Regions from separate parts of the Mus musculus genome. Here all the other regions are linked to region 1. A link is a contact called in public HiChIP or PLAC-seq and promoter capture Hi-C data. All regions are on one chromosome and are shown on one strand. Each heading gives the region's core, a stretch centred on a gene start, on an enhancer-like site or on the middle of the called end of the contact. The rest is flanking DNA. Distances are from core to core; before and after follow the strand shown. Region 1 holds the start of Trrap (transformation/transcription domain-associated protein). Region 2 holds the start of Fbxl18 (F-box and leucine-rich repeat protein 18). Region 3 holds the start of Rnf216 (ring finger protein 216). Region 4 holds the start of Rbak (RB-associated KRAB zinc finger). Region 5 holds the start of Zfp316 (zinc finger protein 316). Region 6 holds the start of Cdk8 (cyclin-dependent kinase 8). Region 7 holds the start of Daglb (diacylglycerol lipase, beta).

Region 1 (3,045 bases), core at 316-2,815:
TATCACAGGATACCCCTACTCCCCACCACGTTTCTTCACCGCTCTGGCTTGGCTTGAGGTCTGTCACCTTCCAATTTTGTCTTGAAGGGAGGGCATCAGCTACAAGCGGGACAAATGTAGTTGTCTCAGGGTGACCTAGCAGCATAACACCCGAGTTTGCCTTTAAGCCAACTGGATGTCAGTCTATCTGCCCCTATCCCAGGCTGGTCTCGAACTCAGAAATCCGCCTGCCTCCCCCCCCCCGGCCCCCCCCCCCCCCCCCCCCCCCAGTGCTGTGATTAAAGTCTTGCAGGAACTACTTCACTCTCAGGCGGCTGATCAGCAATAGAGCGCTGGCCTAGTGGATGTGAAGCCCTAAGTTCAACACCCAGCATTGCTGGAAGAGGAAAAATAAAATCTCAGGGAAGGAAGTCCAGCCCTGAAGGCCACACATACACACACACACACACACACACACACACACACACACAGCTGGCCTAGTGGATGTGAAGCCCTAAGTTCAACACCCAGCATTGCTGGAAGAGGAAAAATAAAATCTCAGGGAAGGAAGTCCAGCCCTGAAGGCCACACATACACACACACACACACACACACACACACACACACACACACACACACACACACAGTGAACCAACTGGAGAGGTATTTCGGGTGTCAATCACCCTTCAGTCTGGTTCCTGCGAGGAAAAGGGACACGGGGTTGGGTGTGGAGGCGATGACGAATCTTGAAGCTGCAGCAGCCCAGAGCCCCACCGGCCTAGGTGCTCAGCAGATAGGTCACCCAGGCGATGATTTAAAAGGACAGCACGCCCACCCAAGGCGGCAGACCGCCCCTCCCTGCCCCGCTGCCCGCCCAGGCCGCACCCACTTGGGGGCGGTGCGCCCGAGCTTAGTTCTGGTGGGCGGACGCCGCGGCTTTAAGCCGGGGCGGGACTGAGCGAGGAGCAGCAGCGGCGTCGGCGGCGAGAGTTCTTGGGGACTCGGGCCCGGATGCTGGGGGCTAGTCGGCAGGTCCCGGTAAGCGCAAGGGAGGGCGGGTGAACGGTCCCGGGAGATGCACGCGCGTGCGTGTCTCAGGCGTGGGAGAGAGTCGGTGCAGCACGACGGCTCCACGGAGAAGTGGAGAAGGCTGTCCCTGCTTGACCGAGGTCCTTCCGGCCCCCCAGGAGCCCTCCTAAACTAGATCAGCCACACTGCAGCATTTAGTCCTCCGCGGCGCCGGGCTGCGCTGGAGCGGATGGAGGGACGCGCAGCGCTAGCGGCCGCGGAGGTTGGCCCTCGGCGCTTGCCGTAGCTCAGCGGCCTGCTGGGGGGCAGTCGCTGAGAGTCCCGGGAAGGATCGGCGACAAAAGGAGGGAACCCGAAGGCCGTTTGCGACGCGAAGGGATTGAGTGAGGAGTCGAGGGGGCTGCGGCACCCCACCAAAGCCATCCTGGCATCTGCGGGCCTCCACGCAGGCTCCTGGCTCTCTGGGCCAGACGCTGAGAGTGAAGGTAGCGGCGGCTACGGCGCCCCCTGGCGGCCCGGAGGCGCGTTGTCCAGCCAGCCGGGCGTCGTGGGCGGGGCGGACCCGATGGAGGACGGCGGGCTGTGGGGCCGTTTGCCTTTTCCTTACCTGGGTGGGGACTCCGTGGGCTCGAGGGCATCCAGGCCTGAATCCATATCCTCTCGAAAAGCTCAGAACCTCCTTCCAGAATCCACAGGCGGATAGGGTAGCCCCCTGCTTTCAGGTTCTTGGCCCAGGGAGAAGCTAGGCCTGGTCCCTGGGAGGATCGGGTGGGAGCTCGGAAGTGGCACTTTTACTGAGTGGCTTATAAAAAGGAGATTAAGTGTCGCAAAAGTTTGCGCAGATGATTGGGCTATAGCTCAGAGGGTAGAGTGTCCCCCTAGCACACCAAACCCTGGGTTCGATTCCCCAGAACCTCCTAGCCCTGGGGTGATGGTACACAGGCCTGTCAGGGGTCGGGGCTGGAAGCTCAACAATCAAGGCCAACCGTACATCTACATCAGCCTGCTCCTCCTACCCGAGCTACACAACACCGCCTCCACAGCAGAAAAGCTAGATAAAAAGTTTGGCCAGGATTAGGGCTTCTGTTTTGTTCTTAAGAATGCCTTGACCCTGAGTCTAGTTAATAGTCGGTGAGTATGAGGGACCTCCAGTGTTTGAAGGAGGAACTCTGATAGGAAAAGCAAGAGTTTGCCAAGTCACGGTAGCAAGGCTGATAGTATCCTTAGCTTTTCTCTTCTCTCCCTAGGAACAGGGTCTCTGGTATTATGTAGGCCTGGCTGGTCTAGAACTCACAGAGATCCACAGAGTCCTGGGGTTAAAGGCGTGCACTGGCACACTCAGCTTTTTATTTTTTAAGCATTTGCTTGTTTGTGTATGTGTGTTCGGCATGCATGTGGAGCTAAGAGGTCAGCCTGTGGGACTCAGTTCTCCCCCTCCACCCTGTGGTCACATATCAAGATAGGTCTCCAGGTTTGGCTCCAAGCGCTTTACCTTATGAGCCAGGAGTCAACGTTCCTGTTTTCCAAGTCACTGTGGTGCTTTTAAAGTATGCTTTGGGGCCGGTGAGTTGGTTCAGTGGGTAAAGGTTGCTTGCTGCCAAGCCCGATGACCCGAGTTCAATCCCTGAGACCCACACGGTGGATGGAAGGAACAGACGTCCCACAAGTGGTCCCCTGACTTCCTCATGTGCTGTGTGGCACACACCTTCTTCCACCCCAGTTAAGAAAATGTAATGATAAAAAGCATGCTTTGTGTTTTGTGCCTCGACTGTAGATAAGATCCACAGTCTTTGAGGTAATGCTTAGGAGAATAGTTTATTATTTATACAATACTGGGGGATAAAACCCAGGACAAGGCTCTACCATGATGTAGTGTGTATATTTTCCCAAGGTCTCAGGTAACCCTGACTAGCCTAAAATTCACTATGTACAACAGGCTGGCCTCTTGTCCCCTGCGTGCTGGGATTAAAACCATTTGCCCCCATGCTTAGCTGGTTTTATATTTTCTTAAACTGGTTGGGGTGGGATGGGGGGAGT
Region 2 (3,045 bases), core at 308-2,807, 1.9 Mb before region 1:
TTCTTCAAAGAAAGAGAAGCTTCCAACAGACCCCAGACATAGTCCTCATACCCTGGAAAACACTTGTAAGTCTCACTGGATAAATGCAAGGAAACTCCTAGGACTTAAAAGTGTGCCCAGAGATCAGCAAGACGGCTAAGTGAGCAAGAGAGCTTGCCTTGCAAACCCGATGACCCAAGTTCAAACCCTGGGACCCACATAAAATGCTGGATGCAGTGACCCACATCTGCCATCCCAACACTGCTAGCGCAAAGTGAGAGGAGGAGATAGGGGCATCTGTCAAAAGCTCACAAGCCAGCTACTCTGGAGTATACACCATCAAGAGAGATCCTGTCTCAACTGGGGGGAAAGGCAGAAGCGATAATTTAGTACTACTCTTTCGGAGGACCTGAGTTCGATTCCCAGTACCCACACTGGGGAGGCGAATAACCACCTGTGTAACTCCAACACCGGGTGCACATGATCCTCTGGTCTCCTCAGACACCTGTACTCATGTACACATACCCACACACAGTTATACATACACACATACACACACACACACACACTAATATAAACCAGATAAAAGGCAACAACCAACTCTTCAAAGTGGTCCTCTGACTTCCACATGTACGCCACGACACGCACCCATGACATGCACATGCCAGTACTCACGCATACACACACGCTAATATGATAAATAGGTGTACCCCCAGATGCGAGTACCTAGGAAAGAACAAATATAACTCAAGATAGGGAGGAAGGCAACAGGGAAGCTACCAGGTGCTCCCCTAACCCCCGCCACGGCCCCATACTGTCGTCTGCAGAAAAAAATACTGCACACCCGTAACAAGACGCAGTGGGATTCTCCAGCTGACCTAGATCATAAAGCTCTGGGGTCAGTCCGACGCCCTATCACACTCCCGCGCATCACAAGTAGACTCCAGAAAGAAGTGGGCTGCACTTAAGCTGATAGAAAAAAAGAAGAAGCCAGGGCTGGGAATGGGGTCGAAGCCCTGAGTTCCACCCTTAGCTGCACATTAACCACCGCGTGATGATGCACACCTGTAACCCCAGATTTACAAAGGCTACAATAGAAAGATTGCTGTACGTTCAAAACCAGCCTGGGCTGCACACTGAACTCCAGGCTAGACTGGGCTACAGTGTAAAACAAACAAGAAAACACAAGCAGAAGGGACAACGTCCCATAGCTGCGAGGGCAGAGCCAACACACAAGGAGACGGGGGAAAGGCCTGGAAACTCAGCAGGCCACGTGAAAGGGTCCATTCTGGCCATCGAGATTGTGCGCCTGGGAACAGATGGGGTCAGGAGAGGAGAGGGCCTGGTAGGAGGGTAGGAGACGGCAAGGATGGGCCTTGGAATAAAGCCAGGGTCGGGAGGGAAGCCCAGAGGGGACTCCAGCCGCCGGGGCTGGAGGTGCAGGTCGTACCTCTCCGGAGCTAGCCGCCGGAGCTGCAGCCTCACAGTCCCCCAGCCTGCCAGCGTAGGGATGCTCGAAGCCGGCGCGGCCACAGCTCCACAGAGACCCCGGTAAGGGGCGTGGCTGCGGCGCACGCCTAGACGTACTTCCGCTTGCGCCCGGATGGACCCGGTGCGGTCGCCATGTTGGGTGTGGCATAAAGTACTCTCAGGATTCAGAGGCGTCCAGAAGGTCACGAGTGACCAGTCTCTTAAGCTACCTCCGCAGTTTCTTGCTGTCGCTCCAACAACATGCGTTCTGCTCCAGGCCTTTGCATTTGCCATTCGCGCTACACACTGCGCTCCAAGTCATCTGTCACAGCGCTCAGGTATCCTAGATAACCATAGCAACCTTCATGTGCACACGCTCCTGAATTTGCCCCTCATCTTGCGTTACAACTCTCAATAGCTCTTTGCACCGCCTGACTTGCTAAGCCTTTTTGCTTGTTTTGAGTCTCACTCTGTAGTCCTGGCTGTCCTGGAATTAGCTATAAAGACCAAGCTGGCCTTGAAGTCACAAAATCCGCCTACCTCTGCCTCCCATCTATGCCTAGGCCACTGTTTATTTAATGTATGTGAGTGCACTGGAGCTGTCTTCAGACAAAGTTTCTGGGAATTGAACTCAGGACCTCTGGAAGAGCAGTCAGTGCTCTTAACCGCTGAGCCATCTCTCCAGCCCCATCTTGTTTTGTTGTTGTTGTTGTTGGTTTTTGGTTTTGTTTTGTTTTTTTGTTTGTTTGTTTGTTTGTTTTGGGTTTATCGAGACAGGGTTTCTCTGTATAGCCCTGGCTGTCCTGGAGCTCACTTTGTAGACCAGGCTGGCCTCGAACTCAGAAATCCGCCTGCCTCTGCCTCCCGAGTGCTGGGATTAAAGGCGTGCGCCACCACGCCCGGCTGTTTTGTTTTTTAACACTACTGAGGATTGAACCTAAGGCTTCCTTTCATGCGTGCTAAGTAAGCACCCTGCCTGTACCCCCATAACTAAGCAGAGAGTCTGCCTGGTACTGTTCTTTGCATGTCAACACTGAACAAATAAATATTTGCTGAATAAATGAATAATAAATGTTTCCACGGCGTTTCCAGTTAAAAATGGTTTCCTAGAGCTCGTGAAATGACTCGTCAGGGAAAGGAGCTTGACTCTGACTGACCACCTGAAGTGAGTTTGATTCCAAGGACCCACACGCTGGAAGGAGAAGACTGCCTTCTAGAAGCTGCCCTCTGGTGTCTGTGTCTGCACTGGTCATGCACATGTGCTCTCGCTCGAGTGTACACAGAGAAAGAGTCAGGAAGGAAGTCCAGATGGTTTAAAATTAAGATAATAGTTTAATGGGAGCTGGGGATGTAGTTCATTTGAGTATTTGTCTAGCAGATACATAACCCGGGGTTCCGTCCCTGGCACTATATAAACCAAACCAAACGGAAACAATCTTAGGACTCAGAAAGTGGAGGCAGGAAGACCTGCAGGTCAAGGTTACCCTAGGCTATATAGTGAGTTTGAAGCCAGCCTGGTCTACATAGTGCGTTTCAGGACTGCCAAGGCTATAGAGGAACTAATACACCCTTCTTCCCTTGGGACACATAACTAAA
Region 3 (3,045 bases), core at 371-2,870, 1.7 Mb before region 1:
AGGATAAGCTAAGGTCATAAAAATACTGTCCTTCCCTCCAAGCAAGGGCAGTGACAAGCCCCTTCTCTACATGTTAAAATAACAAGCAGACGGAGCTTTCATAAGGTCACCGTTCATGGTGGGGATGAAAACTTGACCCTGATGCACACAGGCTCCTATACATACTCTTTCACCCTTGCTCTGAAGGAAAACACAATAAATCCATTAGTCTCACCCAAACCAAACCAAACAAACAAAAATCCAGCAAGGAAGCTGGGCGGTGGTGGTGGTGGCGGCGGCGGCGGCGGCGCATGCCTTTAATCCCAGCACTTGGGAGGCAGAGGCAGGCGGATTTCTGAGTTCTGAGGTCTACAAAGTGAGTTTCAGGACAGGCAGAACTGCACAGAAAAACCCTGTCGCGAAAAACAAAAAACAAAACAACAACAACAAAAAAATCCAGCAAGGAGTTGAGAGTGGAGCTCAAAGGTAGAGCGGCTGTTGAGTAGGAGAAAAATGACACATGCCTTTAATCAGGAAGCAGAGGCAAGCAGACCTCTGAGCTACATGCCCGCAAGGGCTACAGTTAGACTCAACAATAACAATAACAATAACAATAACAATAACAATAACAACATAATGGCAAGATGTGGTGGGGTGGCCTACACCAGGGCAGAGGCATGCAAATTCCTGAGTCCCTTGGGCCCAGCCTCTACTTTTCAGGTTTCAGGCTAGCCTCGGCTATGCAGAAAAATTAAAAAAAAAAAAAAAATGAAGAAAAGAAAAGAAACGAATCCAAGACAAACCCCAGCGGAGATGGCGTCCAAGACACTTAGCACAATGGAGAAGAGGATACCAAGTCATTGCACCCTTTGGAGATGCAAGGAGTTCGGGATCACCGAGGAGCCCCACGAGGGGCCGCCTCGTCCCCTCGAGCGTGGGTCTTGCCGCTCACCCCAGGGTGCCACGCGCACGGGAGCGCTCTCCGCTACCACGCACCGGGACTCCCGACTGCAGGAGTTTCAAGTCCCCTTCACTCGGGAGCTCAGACTGGGATGACAGGCGTCAACTTGGACTCCAAGGGGCCCCAAACTGGCCCGGGCTGGAGTTCGAAGTCGCCAGTCGGTCGCCTCTTCCGCTTCTCCAGGCCGCGGTGGGGAGCGCGGCCACCAGAGCGAGCCGCCAGAGAACCGTCTCTCAGCAGCTCGGCGCCCCCCGCGCAGCAGGCCGGCCCGAGAAACTTCCTCAAGTGACGGGAGGGGAGCCGGCAGGCCAGCGGTCGTCGGCGTCGCTCCCCTCCCGTCACCCCCCGCGCGGGTCCCCGGGCCCCCGGGGCTCGCGAGCGCGTCCCCCTCGGGCCCCGCCCCCACCCCGGTGGCGCCCCGGCGGGAGGCCACTCTCCTCGCTCGACCCGCAGCCCCGGGAGACCGCGCGCGCGAGCGCCCATCACGGACTCGCCCCAACACAGCCAGCCCAGCTCCGCGAGCGCGGCTCGACGCCCGGGAGTTCAGTCTCAAGTTCACCTGAAGAAGCAGCCGCTGGAAAAGCTCCCCCGCTGCGACCGCCGCCGCTGCGACCGCCGCCGCCGCCACCGAGGCCGCTACTGCGTTCCTTCCGGCCTCGCCACCGCGTCCACCTCGCGCCTGCGCGCAGCGCCCCCTCCCGACTAATAACAGGAAGAACCATAGAGGGACGCGGACAGTCGGGGAGGAGGGACCTGGAGAGCGAGACCATAGAGATGGGTGCCTAGCCGGCCTCCATCCAGGCTCCACGACTGCAGAACCTTGACTCCTCCTTGCTGTGGGAAGACAAAAGAACAGCTGAACCACAGGGTCACTGTAGCCGCCCCGATTTAGCTATGAAATCAACCGATTAATCACGTATCTATCCCCTCTTGAGGTGATGCTCTGTACCAGGTGAGAAAGGTAAAATGACCCAACTCTCCTCCCAAGGTATTTGGTGAAGAGTAAAAGTTCCAGCTCTGTTCAATCAAGGTTGGAGTGCTGGCCAGCGCTCAAGAGCACCGACCCAAATTTGATTCATGGAACCCTCATTGCAGCTCACAGTGGTCTGTAATTTCAGTTCTAGAAGATCCCTGACGATCTCTTCCAGCCTCTGTGGGCACCAAGCATGCAAGTTGTACACCGATATACATGCAGGCAAAACATGCATATGCATAAAATCAAAATAAAAAATAGAAATTGAATTTTTTTCAGCCAGGCAGTGATGGTCCACACCTTTGATCCCAGCACTTGGGAGGCAGAGGAAGCCCTGAGTTCGAGGCCAGCCTGATCTACAGAGTGAGTTCAGTATAGCCAGGGCTACACAGAGAAATCCTGTCTCAAAAAAAATTTTTTTTTAAATAAATAAAAAAACCTCAAGTTGTGTGTGTGGTTGTATGTGTGTATATGTATGTGTATGATGTATCTGTGTGCTCTGTCTGGGCTTCTATAGGTTGTGTATGTATAAGTGTGTGTGCTTGTGTGTGTGTGTATATGTTGTGTATGCTTGTGTGTATGAGTGTGTGTATGTGTGCTTATATGCGTATGTGTATATGGTGTGTATATGTAATGTGTGCCTGTGCTTGTGTTTATGTTATATATATATATATATATATATATATATATATATATATATATATATATGAATATGAGTGTGTGGTGTGCTTGTGTGTGTGTATATTATGTGTGCTTGTATATATGTGTATCTGTGCTCATGTGTGTATGTGTGCTCTGTGTGTCTGTGCTTATGTATGTTATGTGTGCTTGTGTGGATGTGCGTGTGTAGATATGCTTGTGTGTGTATGTGTGTATATGGTGTGTTTGTGCTCTGTGTGTGTGCTTGTGTGTATGTGTATATGTTATGTGTGTGCTCTGTGTGTCTGTGCTTATGTGTGTGTATGTTGTATACAAATGAGTGTATGACGTGCTTGTGTATGTTATGTGTGCTTGTGTGTATGTGTGTGTGTATATGCTTGTGTGTGTGCTCTGTGTGTCTTTGCTTGTGTGTGTACACTTGTGTGTATGTGTATATGTTGTATGTGTGTGTGTTTCTGAGATTGAACCCAGG
Region 4 (3,045 bases), core at 165-2,664, 1.6 Mb before region 1:
AAGAGGGCGTCAGATCCCTTTAGAGACCACTCCACTACCATTCAAGAACAGACCTTTGAGTAAGTCTTCCAAAATACATTACAAAGGAGTCAGAAAAAAAAAAATTACAAACGGGAAAAACTTACCTTTGATCTGCTCATGTTCTGCTCCTCTTGGGGGAACTGTAGACACTGCTGACTGACCTGCTGGAGGAAAAGCTCGCTGAAATCGGAGATTAACTGGTCTACACAGGGACATGTCTCTCGCCTGGGAACCACCAAGTGAAATCGCAGCTTATACACACTGCAGAGGTGATAGGAAGGAAATCACAAACCTAACTCCAACAGGTGGAATGGGGGGTGGGAGGCGAGGGGGGGCGGGTACAGTTCTATGATGAACACTACGCTGCCTTCTTTTTATCCACGGGCATTTGGTGTAAAGGTGGGGGAAACAAGGGTACTTATTTTATTTCCTATTCAAACTGTTGCAAAATATGTCACAGTGAATGAGGATTCTGGGCACTATATATATATATATCTGGGATCCATGTTCCATGAGGTGACATACATGCAATCCCAACTCTCTGGAGGCGGAGACGGGAGGATCACCCACTACCAGAACAATATGTGCCACAAGGAATCCACGCCTCAAAAAAACTAAAACACAAAAAGGAAAAATGGTCCAGATGGATAGACGTCCGACAAACAGGGATAAAGCGTGGTTTGTTTTCAAACTATCCAACTAAACTTGGTTACTGCTGCATATCTTAAAAAGGGACTAAGGGAAGAAACTAGAAAACAATGGCACTCATTTCAACACAACCTTGATTAAGTCTCACACCTGTCGCAGACTCAGTCTTCCTTCACGAGCAGAAAGAAGTAAAAGCAGATTTTGAGCACTAGACCATTACGATGCCTCAAGGGCAGACTCGGGGGGGGGGGGGACCACAGACAGAGCAAGAGAGCTGATGGACGCTGAGTGACACCGTGGGAATCTGGAGCCCTTGAGTTCTTCAGTGCCTGCACTCTGTCCTCGGGACTGACCGTGCAGCCCAAAGCGATGCAGCTGTCCCGCTGTCAGCCCGACCACCTCGACCCTCCCAGGCGCCGCAAGCTGGGGACAGCGGGGTGCCCGGGTGAACTGACTGGGCACCATCTGTGCCCAGCATCCCTCCCGCAGCCCCGATCGCTCTGCGCCCTCGGGCCTCACCGAGCAGGCGTCTCCGCTGCCCCTGTCAGCCTCCGCGCCGAGCTCTCGCTAGGCCTCCCTAGCCCGCACAGCCGAGTCTGTTCGCTGCCGCCCCGGAAGCTCCGGCCTCGGCCCTGCAGGCTCGGCAACTCCAGCTTAGCGAACGCAAAGGCTGCGGGAGGGAAGGTAGCCTCGACACACCAGACCTGCAGGAAGTCACCACGGCGCAGTGGCCCAGCGCAAGCGCGGGCACGCGCACAGGCCGCGACGCGCATGTGCAGCATCTTCCCGGAAGTCCGAGTTCCAAGGCTCTCCTTTCTCCCCAAGAATTGCACAGAAACTCTGTGTCCCAGACGCCTTCGCGCGCCACTGCATCTAGGGATCCTCGCGCAAGAACTTACCTCCTCCCAGCAGTTTGGGGGAGGTGCTCTGAGAGCAATGGCTGCCTCCAGCCATGCTCTTACCTTCTTGTTTGTCCTCACTCCCTTTGAGCCTGGAGAAACGGCCTGCTGCGTGAAGTCCCAAGTCTTGTCCCTGGCTCAGGACTCCTAAAATAAGAGGAAGATTGTGTTAGAAGGAAAGAAAACTGAGTGTCATTCTCGATTAACCAAACTTCCTTGAAGTACTAGGTACAAGAAATAACCAGCTGTGCTTTACAAAGAAGGAGGCACAAACACTAATGGTGGGTTTCTAGAACATACGTCTAATGCCCAGAAACTCTAAAAAACAGAACCAGAAAGAGAACACAGAAAGAAGAAAACACCTACCTGCAATGTGATCTCTGAAAGGTGATATTTAGGGCCGGGCGACAATGACAGTTTTCAACGATGGTTACATTATGATGAACGGCTCCTCGATTTCTTATTGAATTAATGCAACGACGTTCTTGGCCTAGTTCTTCATAAAGACGTTGGCGTCAAAATTAATAACAAAGCCTGTCAATAGAAAAAGTTCTCTGCGCCGATGCAGAGAGTAACGTTTTCATCCCAGAAGCACCAAGCGCCTTGGAGCGCCAACCCTAGGTAATAAACTGCTGAGCAACCAGCAGGAGACAGAAGCATCACGAATCCCTCTCAGATGCTGCAGGGCACACATGGTCTCAGGAGAAAGGGTGAGCCCTCCTCCTCGGAAGGCCTGCACTGCCATGGGGCACCTTCTCCCAGGTTCTCACCTCACCTGGTCACTGAGGTGCCCACCTGAGCTGGCTCCTATCTCTTAAACCAAAAGCTTCCCTTCCCCGTGGCAAGCAGGGGTTACGTCTCTGAATGAGGGGCCTGGGCTAAACTCCCCAGGTGACAGGGAGATAGGAACACTCTTTTCTCCAGGTTTACATTGCACAGATGGGACTCAGGCCTTTCAGAAAAGGAATTCCTTGCTTGCAGTGAGGACATTCAAGCTCATATAATTTTTGTATTGAGAGAAGATTTCGGTTTGTACACACATACGGAACAAGGGTTGCCAGTCAACAGACTGAGATCCTTCTGCTCTGCACAGATAGGAGAAGCTCAACCTGTGTGGGCCATCCTAGGTCTACTGGCTGGACCAGCAGGCCTACAGGCTTTCAGCTCCAAGTCCTGACCTAGGGCTCTATTGCCTCAGGCTTTAGAAACTAGACACTTAACGTCCTAGCCTTTCACCCACCAGTGACCCTGGCACCCGGCAGTTGTTGTAATATGTGGCCTCCAGCAGAAGCAGCAGGCAGCAAGTGTCCCTGCTAGTGATAATGATCCTAGATGGACATCAGGTATAGTGAGTGACCTCTCAACTACTACAGACAGGACTGGAACAGCTCTTGAGTCCAAGGTAGATTCATAAGTTCCCCAGGTGACAGGGTTGTTCTCTTCCTTGAGGTTTGCAATGCATAGAAAGGGGCTCTTG
Region 5 (3,045 bases), core at 264-2,763, 1.5 Mb before region 1:
CAGTTCATATTCTTGCAACTCAGGCCCTGGGGGTTCCCCTCCTCCTGGGATATTCTTAGCCCCACTCCTGCCAATCAGTCCCTAGAACGCCTTTCTGCTCCATTCTCCTTAACCTCTCATCCTGGATTCGAATGCAGTGTCAAGTTCACGGCTTCATCAGGCAAAAATCACTGTGTCACTTCAACACATCTTTCCACTCAAGTCCTGAGCCTAGGGCACAGCGCTGCAGACACTCAGAACGGGGTGCTGCACTGTCCATAGAAAGGAGTGTGCAGAGACACAATCGTAAAGGTTAAAAGTTAGGAACTCCAGAAAAGTCCCAAATCCAGGGGATCCACGTAAAGGATGTTTGCGTGGGGTCACGCTCGCGCATGCGCACTTGTGGCTAGTTACCTTCATTCCCGTTCACTAGCCCCACTGACTTAAGACCCTTTTTTGTCCAGAATGTCTTTCCCTGTTCACTACACTCCTCACCATCTGCCCAGTTTCCGGAGCCCCTATTCTCCAGGGTTGCTCCCTGGAGGTCATCCACGACCCCCCAGAGCAGGCTCCTCAACCAGGCCAGCTAGCCCCCTGGCCCAGCCAGTAGCGACAGAACCAAAACAAAATGCCAATGCCACCCACCCAGGCTGAGCAGGTGGGCTGATCCTCGCTGATACCTGCACCTCCTCCCTCCCTTCTTGTGTCCACATAATGCACCCTAGATTCTGCCAACGCGTTCCACCACCCATCTCGGGGGCAACAGATTTAGCAGAGAGAGAGAGCAGTCCAGCCAGCCTCCATTTACAGATGAAGCAGGCTAGGCCACGGCCCCTCAATGTCACAAAGCTGGCTGTAGGGCTCCAGGACAAGGTCTTTCCCTTTTCTTCCTCTCTCTGGGGGATGGGGGGAGGGTACCTAGCTTCCACTTCGCGCTAGGGCGGGAGTAATGACAGCCCTCCTTGGAAGGTGTCTCTCTAGGGGGCGGGGGCGGCTCCGGCCCAGCTCCCGCCCCTAAGCTGGAGAAGGCGGCGCTAGCACCCTGCAAAGGTGCAGTGCACGACGTCCCCGGCCCGCCCCCTCCCACGCTGGAGTCTGTACCCCTCTAGGGTGTTAAGCCATCCCTGACGTGCCGCGCAGGCCCAGGTCGGTATTGGGGGGATCTAGGGGCCTGGAAGATCTAGCTCGTGCAGCTGCAACTCCGACCCCACCAAGGACGGGCCCTGCAGTCCCGCGATCTCCCCACGGACACCGGAGGCCTCCAGCTCTCGAGCATCCATGACGGCCAGCCTTGCCGCCGCCACCGCCCCCAGCGCGCGCGTCCCGCCCGCGCGCACCTGCCGCATCCGCGCGCCCCACTCACCGCGCGCGCGCCCGGGCCCGGCCAAGCCGGAGCGAGACACGGACTCGTGGGGGGTGGGGGGCTGTGACCACCGGGGACTCCCCCCCGCACTACACAAAGTGACGGCCGCGAGCTGCGCGACGGCGGAGGAGGCGGCGGCGCGTGGGCACCGGAAGTGCCGCCCGCCGGCCCCGCCTTGTCCGCGCCCACGAGGGGGGCACTTCCGGTCATGGGGCGTCCCGGAGCTCTGGATGTAGACAGGGTGCTGCTGCGTCGCACCCCCATATGCATGGAGGATGGTTATAGCTACCCACAATGAGCACCCCCTGCTTATTACCTGCTCCTCTATGTTTCAAGGGACCCCTGCCCACGACGTCCAGCCCCAGCGAGCATCTCTTCTCGCCAGACGACAGCCTAAGTCTACCTTTGCCCGTGCCAGGACGTGTCGGGAGCCCGTCCTCCTGTCCACCGGACCCTCCCTGGATCTCCTGATGGTGGAGAAGGGTAGTGACCCCCAATGGGTATTCAGGCAGCGCTTGTCTGACCCTGACATGGGCAAGGGTGTGGCTGGGAGATTGATCCATTCTGGCTTTACTTGTGTGTGCAGGGTGTGGCAGACAGAGGGGCAGCCTATTCAAGGCGTGAGGGGGGTACTGTGGACTATAACAGTCAAATGCATGAAAGACTGGAGATTGAGGCCAGACTGGATTTATGTTCTTCAACTCCCTAATCTGTCATCCCCAGGCCTGGCAAGAATATTGGGAAATAGCCTTGCATGGCTTTAGACAGGTCGAACCTTGACAGTCCATTGATATATTCACGACTACTCAGGGCAGTGCTCTGTAGCTCCAAAGAGCCATCCATATTATGAAGTCCCTGGACCCCAAGCCTGCTGGCCACCTATGCCTGGAGTAAATGCCCTAGGTACCTATAGAGACCAACCCTGGACATGACCCTGGGGAGACCAGAGTTCTAGCCTCTGCCCTCTCTCCCCTCTTCCTTGGCCTCCCCTCCCTTATATTGAAAAGTCTTTGTGACACTCTTGTGCTTTTCTTGGTAGACCATGTAGACTGGATGCTTTAGGAGTCATAGCCTTTCTCATCTTAGGCGAGCCCTAACCCCTAACTGTGGGTTCTCTAGGGACCAGAAACACTCTTCTTTCCTGCCTACACACATTTAGGCACACATAGAAGGAAGCTGCTTGTCTCTCGGTTTTACTAGGATGTGTGTTCACATGTGTGCACATGAGCTATCTCCGTGATGACATTCTTACGCACCCTGGGTTTTCACACAGATGGGTTACCTACCAAATCACCTGCCTCTCTGCAGGATCCCTGGCAGGCTAGAAACCCAGGGAAGGGAAGGGGAGCCAACCTTTCCCTCTGGGAAACCCGAAGGAGGTGATGAATGTGTGTACCTGCCATGTTCCATGCATGTGCGTGTTCCTGCCATGTTCCATGCATACATGCATTCCTGCCATGTTCCACGCATGCACGTGTTCCTGCCCTGTTCCATGCATGCATGTGTTCCTGCCATGTTCCATGCATGCATGTGTTCCTGCCATGTTCCATGAATGCACGTGTTCCTGCCATGTTCCATGCATGCACGTGTTCCTGCCATGTTCCATGCATGCACGTGTTCCTGCCGTGTTCCATGCTGTGCTCCCTTCCCATGTTCTTGGGCCCTGTTGTCAAGTGAGCAGCTGGGAAAATGGAGAAACAGAT
Region 6 (3,045 bases), core at 283-2,782, 1.5 Mb after region 1:
CGCGCCTCTGAGTGTATGTACACGCCACTCCACATGTATAGTGCTCACAACTCCCAGAAGTGTGTCAGCTCCCCTGGAACTAGAGCTACAGAGGATTCTGAGCCATCACCATGCGGGTGCTAGGAATCAAATCTGGGTCATTAGAGGGCATGTAAGGCCTATAGCAGACACATTCTTGCTTTACTATCAACGACCTATTTGATATTTCTGCCAATTTATCTGCCTGTGTGTATAAGCGTATTTTGTTTGTTTGTTTGTGTTTTCCGTGACAGGGTTTCTCTGTGTAGCCCTGGCTGTCGTGGAACTCACTCTGTAGACCAGGCTCGCCTCAAACTCAGAATCCTGCCTGCCTCTGCCTCCCAAGTGCTGGGATTAAAGGTGCGCGCCACCACGCCCGGCTATAAGCATTCTTGTGTATGCACAGATGTGTGCAAGTATAAGCATGAGTGCATACGTCTGGAGTCTAGAGGTTGATGTCTATCATGGAACCTTGAGAGCATACCATTTCAGTAAGGCTAGCCGGTCATCCTGCTGCAGAGATCCTGCCTTTTTTATTATTTATTTTATTTATTTATTTATTTATTTATTTTTTGTCTCCCTTGCTTTAGTATTACAGGCACACTTAAACATGTGTGGATTAAAAGCTTTTTTTTTTTCCTCTTTAAACAGGTGTCTTGGCTTTTTTGGTGGCAGACTGTTACCTGTAAGTTGATATAAATCTTTCCCTCGCCAAGTTATATGTGGACATGGTGTTTTATCACAGCAACAGAAATCAAATTACAACACGTGGCAAGCGTTCTAGCACTCTAACCCATCTCCCCAGTCCCCTTCACTAAGTTCCCCCCCCCACCGCCCCCCCCCCCCCCGTGGTATAAAGATGTCAAAGAAAGAAGAGAAATCTTAAATACAACCACGTAGTTTATTGTAGTATTTAGAAACAGGTTGAGGCTACGAAAGGAAAAACCTGGAGTCTTTGGGGTGGGGGTGGGGAGCAGTAATTGCCCTTTTCTAAATCCTGGAGTTCAGAAGTGACTTCAATACAAAATAACCGCCCCCCACCCCCCATCCCCCACGACCTAACAGGTGTCTTTTGCTAAGTTTATATGGGCTAAGTAAATTGGATTGTAGAGATGCGGCTTTGGGAAAAATAATCTCCATGCAGCAGAAACTCGTTGCGTGACGGACTACCAATCCCATCATGCAACGTTCTGAATTCGCGGCGTCGTGGTAAAGACTGCTTCTGCAGCCACCCGTGCACTTGAGCCTTGGAGTTTCTGGCCGCACTGGCGACTGGGTTAGTCCACGTGGTAAGTCTGTCAGCAGCTCCGCTCCGCGGCTGAGCGAGGCCCTTTCGCCTGCCGGCGTCAGAAGAGACGGCTGCCAGCTCCGGAGTCGCTCACAGGTGGGGCGGAGGCAGCGCGAGGCTTCGCGACGTTTTTACGACAGCGGCTGCCGTGTTCCGCGCTCGTCCTCTCTCTCCCTCCTCCTCCTCCTCGCCCTCCTCCTCCTCCTCCTTCTCCTCCTCCTCTCTCGGAGGAGCTACCGGCTGTTGTGTGGCGTCGCTGGTCTGTCCGGGCGGATGGCAGCCTGAGTGTTCGTGAGCGCGTGTGGGAGAAGGTGAGGCGCGGACGCGCGTGGGCGAGGAGCAGAGTCAGCCGTGGCCGCCCCGCGTCGCACCCGCAGCAGCACGCGCGGCCAACCGCGCGCGAGCCGGCGCCCCGGGAGCGCGGGGACAAGGGCGGACGCTGCTCCCCGCCCCCAGCGCGTCCCTCGGCTGTCGCGCGCCCGCGGGGACCGCCCGGCGCTCCCCTGGATGTCCCCGGCGCCCGCGCGGGGCCTCCTGCCGTCGCCTCGTGAGGCGGGCTGGTGCTGCGGCCGGCGGGTGTAGCTCGGGGGCTGCGGCTGCTGCGCGGCCCGGTCCCCACCGCGGCCCTCGGCCCCCCGCCCCAGCACCCCGGCCTTGGAGGCTGTGACAATGGACTATGACTTTAAAGTGAAGCTGAGCAGCGAGCGGGAGCGGGTCGAGGACCTGTTTGAATACGAGGGCTGCAAAGTTGGTCGAGGCACTTACGGGCACGTCTACAAGGCGAAGAGGAAAGATGGGTGAGTGTGGGTGTCGCTGCGGGTGTCCTCGAGGCTGGGAGGCAGGTGCCCGGCTCGGATGTCGGGGTCCCCACTTCCTCCAAGACTGCCTCTGTCCTGGCCAGCCTGCTTTGGGGAGGAAGTGGTGTCCCAGGAATCCAGACTCACAAGAAACCCTTCGTGCAAGAGGGAGACGGACCTTCTGTCTCGTGGGCAGTGTGTACCTTTTTTGCTTTTTCTTTTTTTGTGTGAATTTCTGTACAGAATAGTTTTCTTTTTTTTTAAAGAAGATGGTTATAAGATGCCCGTTTAAATAAATCTGTTCTTCTTTGGTTGATTTATCCGGTAACCTTTTGGGGACTAACTCATCTGGCTCTGGAGTGATATCCATCAGTCTGGAAGAGAAGCTCTGATCTTTTCCCCTTATCAGTTGTGATCAGTTGGTGGCCAAATTTGGATTTGATGGGAGAAAGAAGACATCGAGTAAATGTGGGTCTGTAGAGTTCCATGAAGGATCATCTGTAATGTAAATGTAGCAGTTGCTATTCAGGTATCATTAGCTGTGAGTTTTTATATAGAACAATGGGGATTTGGTGCAGAGTGGATGGTGTGTGGGGAAAAAAAGCAAGTGACAGATAGGGGCTATGTTGTGCAAGCTCTTAAAGCAGAATCTATCAGCTGCCAGTGAACTTTAATCCTTTTGCTTTAAATAGCCTCTTCTAGAAAGAAAAATCAAACCTATGGCTGGTGACACTCAGTTTTGCTTCATGGATTGAGTGAAGTGAACGGGCTCCATTCTCTTTCATCAGTAGATGATTGCGCTATGACATCGCCAGAAGGGAAAGGCCTTCTTAGTTTGGGAGAAAATATTTAATAATTTCCCATTTCCCTCTTGTACAAATAGATATTATCTCTGCCTTTGACACTAGGAAGTTATTGGGAAGATTATCATAGCTTATTATA
Region 7 (3,045 bases), core at 208-2,707, 1.3 Mb before region 1:
GTGCTCATGGCTCCTCTCTCCTCTTTGCAGCTTCTTCCCCTCACTTCCCCCTCCCTTTCCTGTTCTTCCTCTTCCTCCCTCCCCCAAAACCAGGTCACTCCAAACCTAGGTTACCTCTAATTCCTCCAGCAATTGACTGTAGCCAATTTTATTTAATCAGTAGTTTTAAATCAAGGAACAAGGTTTGCACAACAAAAATTTGTAAGTAGAAGACCTAGACCTGTGGGTGTAGAATTTAGCATGACAACACCAAATCTCAACAACCCTCAATTTCTAACCCTTTTGTCTCCACCTCCCAACACCTGTCCCACCACTTCTGGTTTACACAGTAGCTAGGATTGGAAACCAAGGCTTTGTGCATGCCAGGCACAGTACTCTGCCAACTTAGTTACATCCCCATCCTCAGGATGGACATTTTCACAAATCCCGCATCTTCTCAGCTAATTATAAGTCCAGATCTTAAAACTAAACCCCTTGCCTGACACCATCTCTGTTGATCAGCTTGTCTGGCAGCAGGCAGACTTGGGCCAGGGAGTGATTAAGCACCATAAAGAAACCAGAGTTAGGAAAAGGGCTAAGGAGACGGCTCAGGAGTTAAAGCACTTGCTATACTAGTGTGAGGACTAAAGTTCAGATTCCCAGAAACTCAGGAAAGTGCAGGATGGGTGTGGTAGCACACCTGTTATTACAGCCTGGTACGGGGGAAATCAGAAGATCTCCGCAGCAAGCTGGCTCGCAGGACCAGCCGGCTCACCGAGCTTTGTGTTTGATTGAGAGAACCTGCCTCAGCAAGGTGGAAGAGCTGGGTACAGTTCTTGATAACATCCTCAGACCCCCACATGCATGAGCACATGTATACAGGCACCTACATACGTGCGCCCCACCACACATGCAAAAACACGCGCACACACACATGCACACCACCGACACTAAAAATCTGGGGAGCTAAAATGTGTGTGGGAGTACAGCAGGTAGATGATGAGGGAACACAGACACTAATTAGAGGCTTTTGATGTAAGACTCCGCTAGAAAAGTCTCTGGAAAGGATTAACATGCACTTTACGCCGAAGCACAGACTTGCAAGTCTTAGACATAATTTAGACCAGGTCTGATGGTTCTCCTCGGTCACCAGGGGGACCGTGGGGAAGAATGGGAACTAGCATTAGTGAGACCAGGCAGGGGAAGGGATGAAGATGGATAAAGCACGGTGTGTGTGGAGAGAGAGAGAAGAGGAATGGAGGTGCTAAAAGGCGTACAGTAAAGTCATCCCAAGCTAGAAAGATTCAGAGACCCAGACCTACGTCCTAGCTTCACTATTCATAGGCGCGGCTCTCTAGGGAGAGCATTCTCTCCAGATCTTTTTAAATCCTCAGTCTATTAAACAGAAATGACCACACCGGAATGGACTTCATACGCCACCGACCGGCACTTAACAGCCAGCAGCTGACTTCCGGGTCAGGGGACCTGGGAAGGAGGCAAAGACAGCAAAGTGCGCGTCTCTTGTGGGCGCGCTCCGGACTCGGGCCGGAGGCGCATGCGCGGGTCTTTACGTAGGCTTGCGCCTTGGCGCTGCTGGGGACCCCCTCCAGACACGCGCGGAGTCAGAAGGGTGCGCGCGGCTTAGGCGGCGCGGTGGGAGGTGCGCCATGCCGGGGATGGTGCTGTTCGGCCGGCGCTGGTCTCTAGCCAGCGACGACTTGGTGTTCCCCGGGTCTTTTGAGCTGTTCCTGCGTGTGCTGTGGTAAGTGAGGCCGCCGTGAGGGTGGGAGGCGCGCTGGTTAAGGCGACAAAAGTCGTGCCTTCTTGGTGCTTAAGGGGCAACCGCGCCCCCGGAGCACAATCTGTCTGCACCTAGGATATAGAGGCAGTCGCTCTGTGTATTTGACAGGGTCCGGGACCTTCAGCTCTGCAGGGTAGGAGCCGAGCCCTAGGGTGCAGCGCCGAGCCCTAGCCTCGAGAGCGTGAGGGAAATGTGAGCATCTAAAAACCATAGCCCCCAGGTCTCTCCTTCCTGAAGCCCGCGGCTCCGGAACTTTGGATCACACCTGTCCTTTTTCTTGCTGGGAGGGTATCAAAGTCCCTGTCAATGCAAAACAATAATCTGGGAAATAGCAATTTCGGAGCAATTCATAGAAACCAGGATAATAGGCCGGTTTTGCAAAATGCAGCTAGGCTCAGTGGGAAACGGCACCGGTGGGTGAAGTCAGCCCCTGGCACGCCTGCCGACGAGGAATAACGTTCTTAGAAAAAAAGCATTCTCAAGAGGTAAAGGAATAGGAGCAGCAAAGCCCTTTCTAGACAGGCCGGGTTTTTCTCAGATCGTTTTTAGTCTGAAACTCCTGACACGGAGCTCTGGTGTTTGGACAGAAAAAGTTATCTAGGGGCTGAAGGTGTAACAGTTCCTTTTGGTAGAGTACTCACCTAACATGAAGGAGGCCCTTGTGTGCACGGGATCCCCAGCACCACACAGAACTGATAGTGGCGGCTCTCACCTGTAAATCCCAGGACTAGGGGGTGGTGTAAGAGCATCTGCGGAGAGCATCTGCGGTTCACAGTCATCCTTGGATATACAGTGAGTCATAGGGGAGTTGCACAAGACCCTCCCTCAAAAAAAAAAAAAAAAAAGAGGTGCGGGGGGAGGGGTGGTACGGGGACAGAAAAGTTATCTAGACCAATCTTACCTTTATTTTTTCCCCTCTAGTGCTTGAGCCCGGGCTTCACGTATGCTAGGCTTTGAGTTAAATCCTCCCCACCTCAGATGACACCTCTTAGGGCTTTGGAATGTCAATCTTTAATTGGACCATCTTGGGCAGCAGGGGAGCTCAGATGGGTAAAGGTGCTTGCCGCCAAGCCTGATGACCTAAATTGTTATCTCCGGGACCCACATGGTAGGAGGAGAACTGGCTCCTTTAAGTTGCTCTCTGACCTCCCTCCGAAGGTGTGGGATGGCATAGTCTTCCTCAAATAAATAGATATAGTTTTTTAAAAAGGTGGACGTTCTTGCTAAGCGGGTCTGTTTGCTGCTGAAGTCCCTCCAGGGGGATT

Evidence for each region. Promoter capture Hi-C pulls out the DNA fragments that hold promoters and counts their contacts. HiChIP or PLAC-seq counts read pairs in DNA pulled down with a chosen protein or histone mark.
Region 2: a promoter capture Hi-C map of liver shows a contact between it and region 1, with 2.7 times the contacts expected there. The contact joins the promoter of Fbxl18 here to the promoter of Trrap in region 1. A contact is called at or near these places in 2 of 39 promoter capture datasets (hippocampal neurons and liver).
Region 3: a contact with region 1 is called in a promoter capture Hi-C map of pre-B cells, with 2.3 times the contacts expected there. The contact joins the promoter of Rnf216 here to the promoter of Trrap in region 1. A contact is called at or near these places in 3 of 39 promoter capture datasets (hippocampal neurons, liver and pre-B cells).
Region 4: an HNF4G HiChIP or PLAC-seq map of pancreatic cancer cells shows a contact between it and region 1. The contact joins the promoter of Rbak here to the promoter of Trrap in region 1. A contact is called at or near these places in 3 of 39 promoter capture datasets (hippocampal neurons and liver) and 1 of 115 datasets of contacts at active chromatin or transcription factors (pancreatic cancer cells).
Region 5: a contact with region 1 is called in a promoter capture Hi-C map of liver, with 3 times the contacts expected there. The contact joins the promoter of Zfp316 here to the promoter of Trrap in region 1. A contact is called at or near these places in 2 of 39 promoter capture datasets (liver and pre-B cells).
Region 6: a promoter capture Hi-C map of pre-B cells shows a contact between it and region 1. The contact joins the promoter of Cdk8 here to the promoter of Trrap in region 1.
Region 7: a contact with region 1 is called in a promoter capture Hi-C map of pre-B cells, with 6 times the contacts expected there. The contact joins the promoter of Daglb here to the promoter of Trrap in region 1. A contact is called at or near these places in 3 of 39 promoter capture datasets (hippocampal neurons, liver and pre-B cells) and 1 of 115 datasets of contacts at active chromatin or transcription factors (microglia).

The regions. Positions count from the first base shown.
Region 1 is chr5:144,767,229-144,770,273 of GRCm38.p6, forward strand. It overlaps Trrap (transformation/transcription domain-associated protein), which reads left to right and starts at 1,566. Exons shown (of 71, transcript NM_001081362.2): 1 at 1,566-1,619.
Region 2 is chr5:142,893,681-142,896,725 of GRCm38.p6, forward strand. Fbxl18 (F-box and leucine-rich repeat protein 18) reads right to left here and starts at 1,558. Exons shown (of 5, transcript NM_001033312.3): 1 at 1,430-1,558. It overlaps Gm38733 (a long non-coding RNA gene), which reads left to right and starts at 1,624. Exons shown (of 2, transcript XR_003955825.1): 1 at 1,624-1,787.
Region 3 is chr5:143,111,400-143,114,444 of GRCm38.p6, forward strand. It overlaps Rnf216 (ring finger protein 216), which reads right to left and starts at 1,621. Exons shown (of 17, transcript NM_080561.4): 1 at 1,500-1,621.
Region 4 is chr5:143,179,361-143,182,405 of GRCm38.p6, forward strand. It overlaps Rbak (RB-associated KRAB zinc finger), which reads right to left and starts at 1,415. Exons shown (of 5, transcript NM_001045482.2): 1 at 1,189-1,415; 2 at 126-182. The coding sequence starts at 140. Spdye4b (speedy/RINGO cell cycle regulator family, member E4B) reads left to right here and starts at 1,657. Exons shown (of 8, transcript NM_001384193.1): 1 at 1,657-2,278. The coding sequence starts at 2,261.
Region 5 is chr5:143,268,509-143,271,553 of GRCm38.p6, forward strand. It overlaps Zfp316 (zinc finger protein 316), which reads right to left and starts at 1,514. Exons shown (of 7, transcript NM_017467.3): 1 at 1,343-1,514.
Region 6 is chr5:146,229,718-146,232,762 of GRCm38.p6, forward strand. It overlaps Cdk8 (cyclin-dependent kinase 8), which reads left to right and starts at 1,533. Exons shown (of 13, transcript NM_153599.4): 1 at 1,533-2,103. The coding sequence starts at 1,976.
Region 7 is chr5:143,463,036-143,466,080 of GRCm38.p6, forward strand. Daglb (diacylglycerol lipase, beta) reads left to right here and starts at 1,458. Exons shown (of 15, transcript NM_144915.3): 1 at 1,458-1,741. The coding sequence starts at 1,647.